Linked DNA regions of Mus musculus: region 1 is linked to region 2. The links are chromatin contacts, called in public HiChIP or PLAC-seq maps. All regions are on one chromosome and are shown on one strand. The core of a region is the stretch at or near the end of the contact, and the rest is flanking DNA. Distances in the headings are between cores, read along the strand shown.

The links. HiChIP or PLAC-seq counts read pairs in DNA pulled down with a chosen protein or histone mark.
Region 1: an H3K27ac HiChIP or PLAC-seq map of heart atrium shows a contact between it and region 2, with 15 times the contacts expected there. The contact joins two enhancer-like sites. A contact is called at or near these places in 5 of 484 Hi-C or Micro-C datasets (the AtT-20 cell line, cumulus cells, embryonic fibroblasts and 2 more) and 2 of 115 datasets of contacts at active chromatin or transcription factors (heart atrium and oligodendrocyte precursor cells).

The regions. Positions count from the first base shown.
Region 1 is chr9:68,397,978-68,404,855 of GRCm38.p6, forward strand. No RefSeq gene overlaps it. Among named protein-coding and RNA genes, the nearest start is that of Gm22169, 60 kb to the right of the region's middle. Within about 2 kb of position 5,179, at least 9 of the 459 cell types and tissues checked have an H3K27ac peak or open chromatin away from gene starts, as enhancers often do. A contact at or near this core is called in heart atrium, where this site is marked.
Region 2 is chr9:68,020,684-68,027,684 of GRCm38.p6, forward strand. Gm20745 (predicted gene, 20745) reads right to left here and starts at 5,031. Exons shown (of 3, transcript NR_045745.1): 1 at 4,648-5,031; 2 at 3,951-4,271; 3 at 1-371. Within about 2 kb of position 2,143, at least 5 of the 459 cell types and tissues checked have an H3K27ac peak or open chromatin away from gene starts, as enhancers often do. A contact at or near this core is called in heart atrium, where this site is marked.

The DNA of each region.
Region 1 (6,878 bases), core at 3,929-6,428, 380 kb after region 2:
CACTTAAATATGCATGTTTCTTATTACAATGTGCAGATGTTGCAGGCAAGCCTTAGTTCCCAGACACAAAAATAGGCTCTAGTGGTCTGCAGCACAGTAGGGTCACTGAAGTTAGCAGTGGGGTCTTGCAAACTCCAAACTGCCTAAAAGAGGGTTTTGAATGTTCTCATAAAAATTGATGAATGTTAAGAATGGCTGCCATTCGAACTGTCCTGATTTTATCACTGCATGATATATACATTTACTGAAATCCTGTAAATATGACCCATTTTCTGTCCATCATCTCTTTCTTCATTTAACTTATCTATCTCTCAGTGTTGGGGGAGGGGGGCAGAACTCAGGGCCATGGATAGGCAAGTGCTCTACTGCTGGGCTATATCCCAACCCCCCTCAAACTTTATATGGACATCTCTTAAATATTAATAAATTTCTTTTATAAGTCAGTTTTTCAAGCATGGTGTCTCTCATGTGGTATTTAAGAAAGACTGAGAGCTTAGACTAGATCAGATCGCTACTTGATGCAAGGACAATAAAAGTAAAGTACAATATCACTTAACCACTGATAAAATGATGTGTTAAAATAAGTTCCACTTAGTATTTCCACCTGCAATGTCAGGTGTCTGTCTTCCCACTCACCTTGGAAGGAGAAACTTCCCTGCCTTGGCCCACCTCCACTGCTAGCTGCTAGTGTTGGATTGTAGAGAGTTTGCAGGGTCTGTGCATTGCTGGGACCTTGGGCTCTCTGCTAGGGAATCAGCCACCTGCCCTAGCCCCAGCCACGATGCCCTTCCTTTTTCTTCTTGTGGTCCCACTGCAAGTTCTAACTGAGAAAGCATGGTCCTGGAAACCATGAAAACTGAGGTAGGGGGACAGTTTCACTTGTTCCCTATCTCCCTTTCCCCCTATCCATAGTCCTAACTGGGTTCTCAACACCCTCTCCCTCCCCTAAGAGATCACTTCCCCCAGCTTGTTTTTGTTGGCCTTAGACTGTCATATTTGGAAGCATCAAATTTTAGCTACTCCAGAGCTATGCTCTTGATGGTGGGTCCTGTCCAAAAAGGAGCAGCCAGTCCGTGCTTCTGTTGGGGTTCTGAGATATTTTTGGTTCTCTCAACTTTTGGAAGCAAATTCTCCAAACTATTTTAAATCTAGGTGTAAATAAGGGTCTCTCTCTCTCTCTCTCTCTCTCTCTCTCTCTCTCTCTCTCTCTCTCTCTCTCACACACACACACACACACACACACACACACACACACACACGAACTTGCAATGTACCCAAGGATGACCTTGAACTTTGGTCCTCCTATCTCCACTTCTCAAATGCTAAGATTACCAGCAGGGGCGGCATCTGCTTTTTGCAGTGCTGAGGATCAAACCCAGGGCTTCATGAACGCTAGGCAAGCGCTCTGATGACTGAGCCTTAGCCCACCCCAACATCACTGATTTTTATATATCCTGGGGAATAAGCCTTGATACACAGTAGTAGTTCTAACAGCCCACAACCCCCATGCTTCTTATAATGGAAACTAGACTACAATTGCTATCACAAATATGGGTATGCTTTTTTTATTTTCTCTGTTGAGCAGTCCAGAGTTAGGCATCTGTCAGTGTTGGTTCAGCTGCTACCCTGTCCTTGGGAGATCAGGACTTTTTTTTCTCCCTATAGCATGTTAGCTTTTTGTCTTCACAATTCTGTCTATCAAAGTTCCTGGCATCACAAAGCACACTGTTAGTTTAATTCCACCCTTGTACCCCTCCTGCCATCCTGCAGAGCCCAACTGATCTCTCTGTTCCAGGTCTTTTACTTTGGGGACATGTCTGTGCAGCATCTGTGTGTACACACAGAGGCCAAAGGTCAGGTTTGCTCCTCGGGACCACTATCCATCTGGTTTTGTGGAGACAGCATCTCTCATTGACATGGAACTCTTCAGTTTGGGGAATCAGGCTGATCAGTTCACCCCAGAGCTCTGCCTGTTTCTGCTTCTCTGGCAGTTGGATTACAAGTGTGTACCAGCATGACTGGTTTCTTTACGTATGGATAGAACTCAGGCCCTTATGCTTGTGTCTATACCTAGCCCTCTAATTCCTCAACAACATCACTGTAATCCACCTTCCATATAGAACCAAGGTAATCTTTTCTAGAATACAACGCCAGATATTCTGTTTCTATTGCTTAAAAGTCTTCAGTGAACCTCTAGTAGGAGTTAGGAAAGGATCTAGACTATTCTTACCTGCTTCATGCATCCACAGAAGCAGCCACTGTCTCCCCATCATGGACCCTCTCTAGTACTCACCGCCTCTCCTTATGTCCTAGTACACAGCCTCTCCCCTCCCCAAACACCATGCTTATCTTCACTATAGATCCATCATGCCTGCTTTATCCTCTGGTCGAAATCATCCTTGTCCAACAGGGCCTCCTGCCCTCTGCTTCCCTCCTTCCTAACTGTTCCTATTTCCCACATCTCTGTGGTAACTCAATCTCACTTCACCATTCTTATTTGAGTGATCTAGGAAGCTTTTCCAAAATGCCACCTCTAGTCCTTGTTTTATGGCGTCAGAACTGATTGGCCTGTGACAGTCCCCAAGCATTGACATTATATTGCAAGCATTCTACTATGCAGCTTCGACTGGGAGCTCCTAGGCTTCAGGGCTACAGGCAAGGGACCATGAACAATACTTTGAGATAATCCTTTAATGTTGACATTTTCATTGACTCTCTACAACTTAACTTGATGAGGCAGAATTAGGGTGCTCATTCCTGCCCTGTATCCCCTATACCATAAAGAGAGAATTTGTGATGAGTCACGGCTTACAATAAGGAATGACAGAAAATGTTGCAAACTAGAAAGTATGTTCTCTCCATCCCTCCCCCGCTGTGTGTGTGCGTGTGTATGTGTGTGTGTGTATGTGTTTGTGTGTGTGTGTGTGTGTGTGTGTGTGTGTGTGTTTTCGTGCTTGTGTTCCCAGGGAGAACATGGTTTCTCAGCTCATCTTGCCCTCTGTCTCCCTCTTCTAGCTGCCTGGGAGTTGTCAGTCAGGTTGGGGAGATGGACTGAAACCTCAGAGGCTCTCAGCAAGCATGGAGCTGGCCCAAGTGGTCTGTGAGATGAACAGGCAAGGGTCAGAGGCTGACAGATGGTCTTTCTGCCACACAGACTGCAGGCAGATGGCTCTGACAGTTTGGACAAGGCTGCAACTTTGGGCCGCTGAGGCGGAGCCTTGAAAAGATGCTTCAAGAAGCCGCTAGATAACCCTCCCCTCTCTCCCAGAGAGTAGACATGGATTGGGAAGATTCACAGAAGGCAGGGAGGAGAAGTAGCAGCAGGGGAGGGTGGAAGGAGGAGACTGACGCTCATTCTCTTCAGGAAGGCCTGTAACTGTAACTTTCTTGCTGAAGAGTTTGAAGAGCCTCAAACTCACAGGCTGGAAGGCAACTGGGGTGATGCTTAAGCACACAGGAAGTCCTGTGCAAAGCTGCCTGAAATTTCTGCCCTGCTTCTAATTGGGGCACAACTTCTTGTGTGTATGTATGTAGATCTGTGTGCACATATGTGTGTGGATGACGACAGAGGTCAGCCTCAGGTGTTGTCCCTTAGGACTCCATTCATCTTTATTTATTTACTTATTTTGAGAGAGAGAGAGAGAGAGAGAGAGAGAGAGAGAGAGAGAGAGAGAGAGAGAGAGAGAGACTTTTACCTGAAGATAGTTGTCAAGCCCCAGGGAGCTGCCGGACTCTGTCTCCTCTATGCGGGGTCAGAAGGATGCACACCACACCTAAATCTTTTAATTCTGGGTGAACTCAGATCTTGATGCTACAAAGTTAGTACTCCCCGACCTGAGCTATCTTCCACCTAGAAAGCATCATTTCCAAGAGCCACCTAACATCTTTCCTCTCCTATTTCCTCTCGACAGTGGACTCTTCCTCTGTGGACAGCTTTGTGGGGCCATGTGCAGCCTCAGCATAGGGTCTGGCCTACAATAAATGCTTCTAATATGTGAGATGTGACTTGTGCAGCCTGAGGCTATAAAATAAGCAAACCAGCCTGTGCCTCCATGATCCAAACTCTTGGCAGATTTGCCTCTGCTGTGCACCAGTCTCTACCTTCCTCCTATATGCTCCAATTTCAATTTACCAGCAGAGGCAGTTTCTACTGGAAGCAAGGAGATGAGGGATAAGGTACAAGGCATAGGCCCAGGCATGAGGTAGCAGTCCAATCCTGTTGTTATCTATTTAAGCAGAAGCCCCAGCCTGGTCCTCAGCCCCCTCTGCCGCTAATGTCTACTTCCAATGAGCTCTGTAGAGAGCCCAGATGAGGGCTATTCTCCCTCTCACACTTTGGTCTGTGGGCATCTGGGGACAGCTGCTGCAGTAAGTACAATTGTCCCCTTGTCCCCACGCACCAGATTTTGCAGGGCCTCTTGGCACATGCCTACAGTCGACATTTAATTAACATAAAACACTATAAAACACTATTAAGACAGGAGCTAGATTGGGAAGCTGGCAATTCCCCAGCCCCATGCAGCCAAATCCCCAGACACAGGTATGTCCTTCAACTTGTCTGGATGTTTGGAGACGTGCATGTCCTTTCCCGTTCCAGATCTGTCACCTCGGGAGCCAACCCCCACCAACATCCTCTGGCAGACCCTCTGGGGTGGAGCTTGAGGACAGGACTTGAACATTGCATCCTTATGTTTACGGCAAGGGCTTATTGTCTCCTTGGCTGACTGTAGAGCATTATGGCTGCGTGCCAAACAACCTCTGCAATGTGTAGGCCCACCCCAGAACCATGAAGATCACTCTAATCATCTTTCCTTGCTTGTATATGTCTGCTGTCTTCTTCCAACCTAGAGTTCTCATTCTCCAGCAGCTACTTTCCTTGTTGATCTGATGACTTCTTGAGAGGACTTCCTGTCAGGTCTCGTGTGCCTGCCAGTTATCTGAATTATCCCAGTGTTGGCTGATTCTACACAGAAAACAGAAGTATGTCTATCAAACTGCTCTGCAGACTAAACCCATGCAGTACCCTTAGCAGCTAAAGATACATTGGACTACGTAAGATGTGGCTACCGTGGACTAGGAAGTCTTAGGTTCTAATGAGAGTCTCATACACTGACTTCACTTTAGTGTGATGTGGGGACACATTCAAAGTCCTCTGGAAGCAGAGACAGGACTGGCTGTCCTTCCAGGCAGGAATGACGTGGGACATCAAGAGACCCAAGGACCCTGAGAACAGCACTCCCAGCCAAGGTCTTCTGATAGTCACATTTTCTTGGCTATGGCTGCAAAGTCATGGAGCTGAATGTTAAAGGGGTTCAGAAAGGACCTTGTGAGTCATTCCCTCTGTAGCCTAGCCTGGTCTGGGATGTCAACACAGGGTTTTACTGACTTGTTATCCCTTAGGAGACCAAGATTCCCTAATGAAGAAGTTCGTGGACTCTGTGAGGTGCTATGTTTTAGGATTAGTTTTAGCCTGTTTCCCTTTGTCGGTTTCTCTCCGACTGTTCCTAACTCCTAGAAGAAACTCCTACCCAAGTTTACTGGAATCCAGAGGTGGGGCATCGAGGTTTACCTAGGGTTAAACTGCCACATGGGCACATTTGCTTTTCTTTTTAATTGAGCCAAGAGAATTATATAATTTTCCACAAGTTACTTTGTTGGAAAACCAGTGACTGGGTGGGGGTGGGAGTGGTGGGTAAGAGAGGAAACAGAGCAGATGGAAGCCCAAATCAACACCAGAAATAGCCTCCACAAAGATACGGTGCAGCGGGGACATGGTGATTATGAGCATTGGTTGTCCTGGGCTAAGGTCTTATCTGGCTACTTCCTAGTTGGCATCTGTGTCTGAGTGTTCATCTCTTCGGTGCTGTCTACCCTTCCTTTGTATTTGTTTCTACAGAGCAGATCTTAACCCCTGCTCTGTGAGTGTTTACAGTCTGATTAGATACACGCTCACAGTTTATGTGAATCTAACTTGAGAAGCGTGGTCTATGCACATAATCTGGGCCTTACCTGGGAGCTTGCAAGGTTGCTGGCTTGCAAACCCCCCCACTCTATAATTAATGAATCTGTATTTCAATCAGGTCACAAGTGATTTTCTTGCACATTAAAATTTAGGAAACTCCACTCACCACTTGCCTCATGTGACTACATAATAGCATCATGTAGGGAATATTCAAAATTACAAAAGATTGACTGCTCTTCTTATAGGTATCCTCATGTCATTGATATGGAGTCAGCCAGGTCAACTGTATGTCTCAAAACTTTAAGGTGAAACAAATCCTGAAATCTATAGTCCTCCTCAATGCTTCTCAACTCTCTGGTACCTGGCTATTCTGTTTCTCCAGTTCCCATCCATCCGGTTACAAAACATGAAAGGGTCATGTGCCATGGATGCAGTAACAATGTCAAACTGGTACAAACACTAGTAAATTCTTACCCAACTTTTTTTTTTAACTTGTCACAAATTCTTTACTGAGAGTCTGAAGACCCATAGTGGCCATTGGAGTATACTCTGAACTCAGTATAGACAACCCTCCACCCCAGTTAAAACACCGACAATACTTAACCCCATGCACACCGGCATCCTTCAGGTCAAGGGTTCCAGAGACTATTGGACACAGTCTTAGAACACATATTTTCTGAAAGGTGCTATTCTGCTGTTCTCAGTCCTTTAAAGGGTTCCCTAATGACACCAATATGTATATGTACACACACACACACATACACACACACACATATATGTATATATAATAAGTAATATATATAATAAATATATTATAAATAAATTCTATATATACACATACATTTTTCATTACCCCCTTTATGGGAGCTTAATCAGCTACACTGAATGGTTAAGTAACTTACCCAAAGTCGTAGTG
Region 2 (7,001 bases), core at 893-3,392:
TTTCTTGATGCACTTCTTTAGGTCGGCACCAGCAACAGATCATAATAGACAAGCAAGATGAATCCTGAATGGTGGGAAAGCCCAGTCAGAACAGTGGCAAGGCAGGGGTCACTGGCCTTGGGTGTGCTTGGACTGTCTGTGGGCAAAGGGATGAGCCACGTGTAGTAGAAGCTCAGGGATACTTCCACATCTGCTGCTTCCTTCCTGAGTTCTGCTTCCGCAGGCCCATGGAGCTGAGAGAGTGTGAGTTCATATTCATTGCCACCCATGGCCTCTCCTCTCCTAGGTGGGGTTGCAGGAGGCCAAGGACAAGGTTTTCTTCCCAAGTCATCTCGGCGGCTCTGGCTGGTACTCAGAGGAGGCCCTGAAGGCTGAAGAACATGATTTGTTTCACTATTGTTTAATATTTGTCAATGCTCATAGCACGTTGGATGACATTGAGAAAGATTTGTGGCTGGTAGAATTAAACTGAGCTCAGAACTGGCCTGGTGCCTCCAAGTCCCTCCAGGCCAAGTTCTGGTTTCCTCTGTTTGTCCATGCCAGTGACCTCACGAACCAAGAATGAGGAGCCCCCACCCGCGGAGAATAGCTGATATTGCTTCTTAGGAAAGGCCTTCTTCAACCCTGGTTAAAGAGGGCATAGGAACACCATTGTCTTCAAGAACAAGGGAGCCAGAGAACCAAAGGTGATCCAACAGGTGACACACAATGCATTGCCAGCATCCTCTGGGCCAGAACTGGAACACCAGCAAAACTGGTCCTTGTCCTTCCTTCCTTTCCCATGGCTTGACTGCTCCCTAAAGCCCTCAGACTTTACCTTCTTCCTCCATGTTAAAAATCCACCTGCTGGGCAACTATCATACACTGTTTTATACTACATAGTAAGTGGCTACTAGGTAACATGGTGCTTGCTGGTCTTGTGATAGGGGATTTTATTTTTGTTTCTATTAATTCTCCTCAATTATGTGGTAAATGCTGTAATCAACCCCATTTCATAAATGAGAGGATTCATAGTGTGCAAGGTGCTCACTTTGTCCAGGTGACAGAGGAACAAAGGGGCGGGGTCATTCCCTGTTAGTACTATCCTTCCATGGCAGGGTGGAGACTACCTCAGACAATGGGCTTGTTCTGGGATGAACGTGGGTATCACGTGTGAGACTTTAAAAAAATAACCATGATGCAACACTCACCTTCTCATGAGATTTAGTCTTGATTGACTTGTGGGAGAGGAAGCCTATATGGCAGAGGGTGAAGGTTGCCATGGGTAACCAGAGTGACAATAGGGTAGATAGAGTCTCAGTCCCAAGTAAGAGGCACAGCATGAACATACAGGAAAGGAGGTGAGGAGTATGTCTGCAGAGCTGAGACTCCTGGGGGGAGGGGGCGTGTGACTTGGTAGGGTGCTGGTGTATCATGCAGGAAGTTCTGAGTTTGAGCTAGTCTAGCACCACATAAACTGGACTAGGTGGTGCACACCGGGAATCCCAGTGTTTGGAAAGAGAAAGGTTAGGATTCTAAGCTTATCTTTGTTAGAGTTCAAAGCTTGCCTGGGCTATATGATACCTTGACCTCTCTCTACCAAAAAATAGCTGATTTCGATCTCAGGAAGTGGTAGAAGAAGTAAACTGTGCTTCCAAAGGGAAGGTAGGGCCTGGTCAGGCCAGTTGACTTTCTAGAACCCTAGGACCCAATTAGCCACGGCAGTGTCCTTTAAGACGTTCTGTTGCTGGCAGAGAGCAGTTCAGTCACTGCCCTGACAGTTTTAGCTTTCTGAACTTTGTCCTTTTTCAAGTCATCTGGGGGCTGCCTCAGCCCTCAAAGAGCTTCCGGGTGCCAGAGATATGTGAGCCAGACCCTGATGGTCATGCTGAATGGGGAAGAGAGGGGAGGAATGGTTGGGACTTGAGGTTGCAGCTGGAGAGCCTCCCAGAGTATGGGCAACCTCTGCAGTTTCTTCCTGAACGTGGGGCTTGCAGCATTGCCCTGTGAATACATCTTGCATGGTGGGCTATTTGCAGCCACCTGTCCTTATATTCAAGGTAAGGGGATCTGGTGCGTCAAGTATGCATTGTGTTCTTCTGTCCTTCCTCCAGCCCCCACCATGCTTAGCAAAAACCAGACACCAACCAGCTGTCCAGAGAGAGCTTCCAAATGACTGTCATGGTTTGCATAAAGCCAAGAGAATTCCCAAGATAGGGAACTTTTGTTCCTAACATGGGGAAAATCTTGGGCAGCTGGCCCTTAGTGCTTGGGAGAAACCTCGGGAGTGAGAGTCGAGCGTGGAGGGGGGCTGGCATCACGTAAAAAGAAACTATACTTGGTGGTATGTCAAAATTCAAACTTCAGTGCCCATTACATTTTTATGGGTGTGCAGCTGTGTTGATCTGTTTACAGCTACTTTGACTGTAGCTCTTAGGCTCAAACCAGACAGCAGTTACATCAAAGGCATCCTGATGTTTAAAGTTTTGCAAGTTTGAGGCTGGGGCGTGGCTTAGTGGTAGAGGGGCTTGCCCAAGGCCCTGGCTTTGACCCCCTGCCCCCAACACACATACATATATTAGAATTTGGTAACCAAAGTGTATGAGAAACATTTTCCTCTTGATGGGACCTTTGTGGAAGAGGAGACTGGTAAAGGCAGGAAGATGAAAGACCCTGGCATTTAACTGAATTCCATTTAGCCTTTTAGATGGCTAGTCTGGCTTTCCTTGGGGGCGTCTATGGAACCTCATCTGATATCCTTGAAGGTCTAATAGAGAAATGATGGACTTGCTAGCATGCCTGTGGTGGATCATGAACCTGTAGCCACTGGGTATGTTTAGGGAGTCACGGCAGAGTTGAGGTGTCTAAGGCTACAATGGGACTTGGAACCCATCCTGCTTAACGCTCACATTGACCATTTGTGTGAAGACATGGAGAGTATAAATATTTAGTCTATAGAAGACTCAGAAATGATGAGCATTCCCAGATGAAATCAAAAGGCACGGACACTTCATATTAAGAAGGGGATTCTGGACTGAGGCGTGATCTGATGGAGAAGCAAATGTGCCTGCACTAAGAAGTGAGCCTTGTGCTCTGATCCAGAGCAATGATGGCATTGAAATATCTTGGACAGAGGAGCAGACAGCATTGGATCCTGACTCAGGCTTTTGTATTAGGAGAACCCTTTGCAAGGCTGACCCTGCACTGGCCTTGCTAGGGTAATCACAGGCCTGGGACCATCACATTAGGAATGAGAGAAGGCATGAGGACTACTTGGCCTGGGGTAGAGGGCATACGTGGAGCATCCCTTAGTAGGTTCTTGAGGCACGCACTCTGATCCAGGGGTTGGGTACGTGTATTTTGATAGGAAATTCCATACAACAGTGGAAGGGGTCCTGATGAGGGGAATAAAATGGGGAAGGTGGCTACCTTGAGTAATTGGAGATTTGACACTGGGGGAGCTGTAGGGAGTGGGATGCTGAATATATTTTAGTTATCCCATCCTTCCAGAGGGGATGGGACATGACTTGTATGGCAACACCCATCTGTCTTTGTAGCTGTGCCCAGAGGTCTTCCCAAGGACTCAAAGAGTGAGGTGCCTGGTAATGGGGGGCTTGGTGAGCAGGCTCCCCACACATGTGTCACAGGCTACTGTCCTTAGGAATTTGACAGTGACATTAAGGAAACTTGGGATGATGGGAAAGAGTGTTTTCTTTTTTTTTCATTTTCAAACGTGCGTGTGTATGTTGTGCATGTTTGCAGGTGTGTGGACACATGTGTGTGCCTGCATGAGGAGGTCAGGGTTTGTATTATGAGCTATCTCAACACTCTTCCCCTTATTCACTGAGGAGGCAGGGTCCTTCAGTCAAACTCAGAGCTCCCTGAAATGGCTTATCTTGCTCGTCAGCTTGGTCTGGATCCCCTGTCTCTGCCTGCTGAGGCCAAAATTGCAGGTGGGCCACCATACCTACCTGGCATTCACATGGGTTCTGAAGATCCAAATTCCAGCCCTCATGTTTGGGAGGCTTTGCAAAGCAACATCCTCTCCAGCCACAGAGGCTAGAGGGCCAGATCTTGAGGATGCTGTGGTGGGATGCTGGCTTGGCAGGAGCTGTTGAAAAGAATGGCTCGTTGCCCTTTTCCAGGTCTAAGGAGTTCCATTTTCTATATGGGAGCTCAGGGATTAGTGCATGCTAGCTGCTGCTTGGTGATGCTGTCGAAGGGCTGGCGGTGGAGACTACCACCATCACTTTTCAGAACGTGAAGTCACACTATGTGTCTTGTTCTTCTACCTGTGCCAAGAAACACCTGCAGTTACTCTGGGTCCAGTCTGTCATCCCCTTCACTCTGAGCCTCAGAGCACTTCAAATAATGGCTGAGGTCCAGAATAGACCCTTGGGGCAAATGACTTTGTGCAGGGTATGGTAGGGTCCTGTAGCCTGCAGCCCCTCAGCTATGCAGAGGCCTCTGTGCTAGTCCCTCCCATGCCTTCCTCCTCCTCCCTCCCGCTGCAGCACCATCCTCCTCCTCCCTCCTCCTCCCTCCCACTGCAGCACCATCCTCCTACCCCCATACTGGAGCTTGGCAGCTCAGGATGGAGGCAGCTCATTATTTTGCTGCAGTTGACTTGAAATCTGAAATCAATCCGGTATCAGATATTCAGCCTACCGTTCGGTAAGGTGTTTCAAAGGTGCCTTAGCGTTCAGAAATGACACCGCGTTTCCTAATTATGAAATCCTGTCGTCGCTGCTCAGGCTAGAATGACTTGGCTGCGGGCTTTTTCTTTTTGTCTCCTTCCCAAGGTTTAGCATACAGTGCGATTATTTTAAAATTGCTTCGGAAGTGTGTATTCCACCAATGAACTATGATTGTGCTTGCTCCTGAAGTGTGGAGGCAATTTGAGAAGAAGAATAATTTAGCAGAGACTCTGAGGCCTTGAGAAACCTTGGGCCACTACCTCCTTCACACTAGAGCTGATGGGACTGCTCATGGTGGAGCCTGGAGCTCTTCCCATCTTGCTTGGATCTAACTGATCCAAACCATGCACAGTGTGGAGCCTGGAAGGGACTTCTGGGAGGAAAGATGACAAGAGGGACAGGAAGTTAACTCAAGGGTTAACCCAAGTGCTTCCTGGAGATTAGGATCCTTCAGGTCAGATCCCTGTAAAGCCCAAAACGCACATGATGAGATTGGTTCATGGGAAGCCAAAGGCTTTGCTTATTCAAGGACGGGTAGGTGGATGCTTCTGTGAGTAGTGGGATTACTGAGTGGAGGGTCTTTCATTTGACCGATGCAGGGTGAGACCGTTATATTCTGTAGGCTAGGAGGCCTGTAGGTAGAAATCATTTGGTGTCTAATGACAGCTTGCTTCTTGCCACTTTCTCTTGCTGGGTCCTCATGTAGAATGGGTGAATGATATGTGTGTGTGTGTGCATGTAATGTGCATGTGTGTGTGCTCGTATGGATGTGCCAGTGTGTTTATGTGTGTGCTTGTTTTCATGTGTGTTTGTGTGCATATGTGTTTTTGTGTGGGTACATGTATATGTGTATATATTTGTGTGTGTGTTTGTGTTTATGCATATGTATGTATGTTTACGTGTGTATATGCATGTATGTGCATGTATGTGAATGTTAAAGGTATTACTAATCCCATTCATGGTATAGCTGCCACCATGACCTAATTACCTTAGAGGCCCATGCACAAATATCTTTTTATTGGGGATCAGATTTTAGCCAGGGATTCTAGAGATGGGGGGAGGAACACAGACATTTGGGCTAGAGTATCAGTGAACTGTGGATACATCCTGTGGCATATTGAAAGATGACATAGTGCAAAAGACACCAGAGACCTACTCTTTGGTCCTAATGGTGTTAGCTCAAGATCAGGCAATGCTACCTTGATATAGATAGCAGGGGAGTCGTCACATCCAGGGAGGTCATGGAATAGAGCACGCTAGAACATTCATTCTATGGTGATGCAAATGGCCTCTATTCTAATAAGGGACACTGTTCCCAAAGCATATATATTTATCAAAATAAATTGATGCGGCATTAACATAAAGCATTGTGGTGGTTTTCCATTTCCACAGATGAATACCCATTGCAACTGGCAGCCCATGGGAGCCGGCCAGGGGCTAGCAGGTGACATAGCTCCCATACAAGGCACCGCTCAAGACCGTGTGCCCTTTATTTCTCTTAATAAATCTCATCACATCTGTCGCCTATTCTTGCCTAAGTCATCCTAGTGACTGAGCTAAATACTCCCTTCTCAGGAGGCAGCCTTGATTGGCGACTGTAGTGTAATCTATCTGCAAGCCTGCCCCATTCATACCTGGGCAAAGAAGTGCTGGTCAGTGAGAACAGAAGGCCAAGTAAGCGCTGGGGAACAGATACTGAAGGCAGACAAGGCCTCTGGGGGCTGCTGGGATGGTCTTCCCGGTTTTATTTGAGATGATATGTCTCAAGGAAACTTTCTATTTTTTTTCTCCCTCTTTCAGCCTTCTTTTCTTTTCCTGTTGAGTAGCAAGGACCTCTTCACATTGAGAAATTATGAATATGCAGAAAAGATGGTATGAGACCACTCACTGTCTCTGAACTGAGGCCAGCTGAATTCCTGGGACTTGAGTCTCTGGTACTTTTCCTGCATTTTCAGTGGCACCTGAAATAGAATGTACTTCATCTGAAATGTAAAACAGTCGGGTAGAAAGTTCACCCTGGTCTCCCATGCAGGCAGGAGGGATCCCAAGTCTGATATATATGGCGTGTGTATGTGTGTGTGTGTGTGAATGCCTTTCCCCTCTCCATTCCTTCCGAATACTACCTTGCTAAGCCACAGATGGGGATGATGTGATAAGAAGATGCATTATATCTTCTTACCCATAATATTCTACCCGGTGACTTCCCTCACAGGAGGACATGTTCATGGCGTGGTCTAGGTCACACACTTCCATCCTTGAGAAAGTCTCTCCTGTAATTAAGATTATGTCAGCATCTTCCTCGCAGACCCCATTGGCTAGATGCTC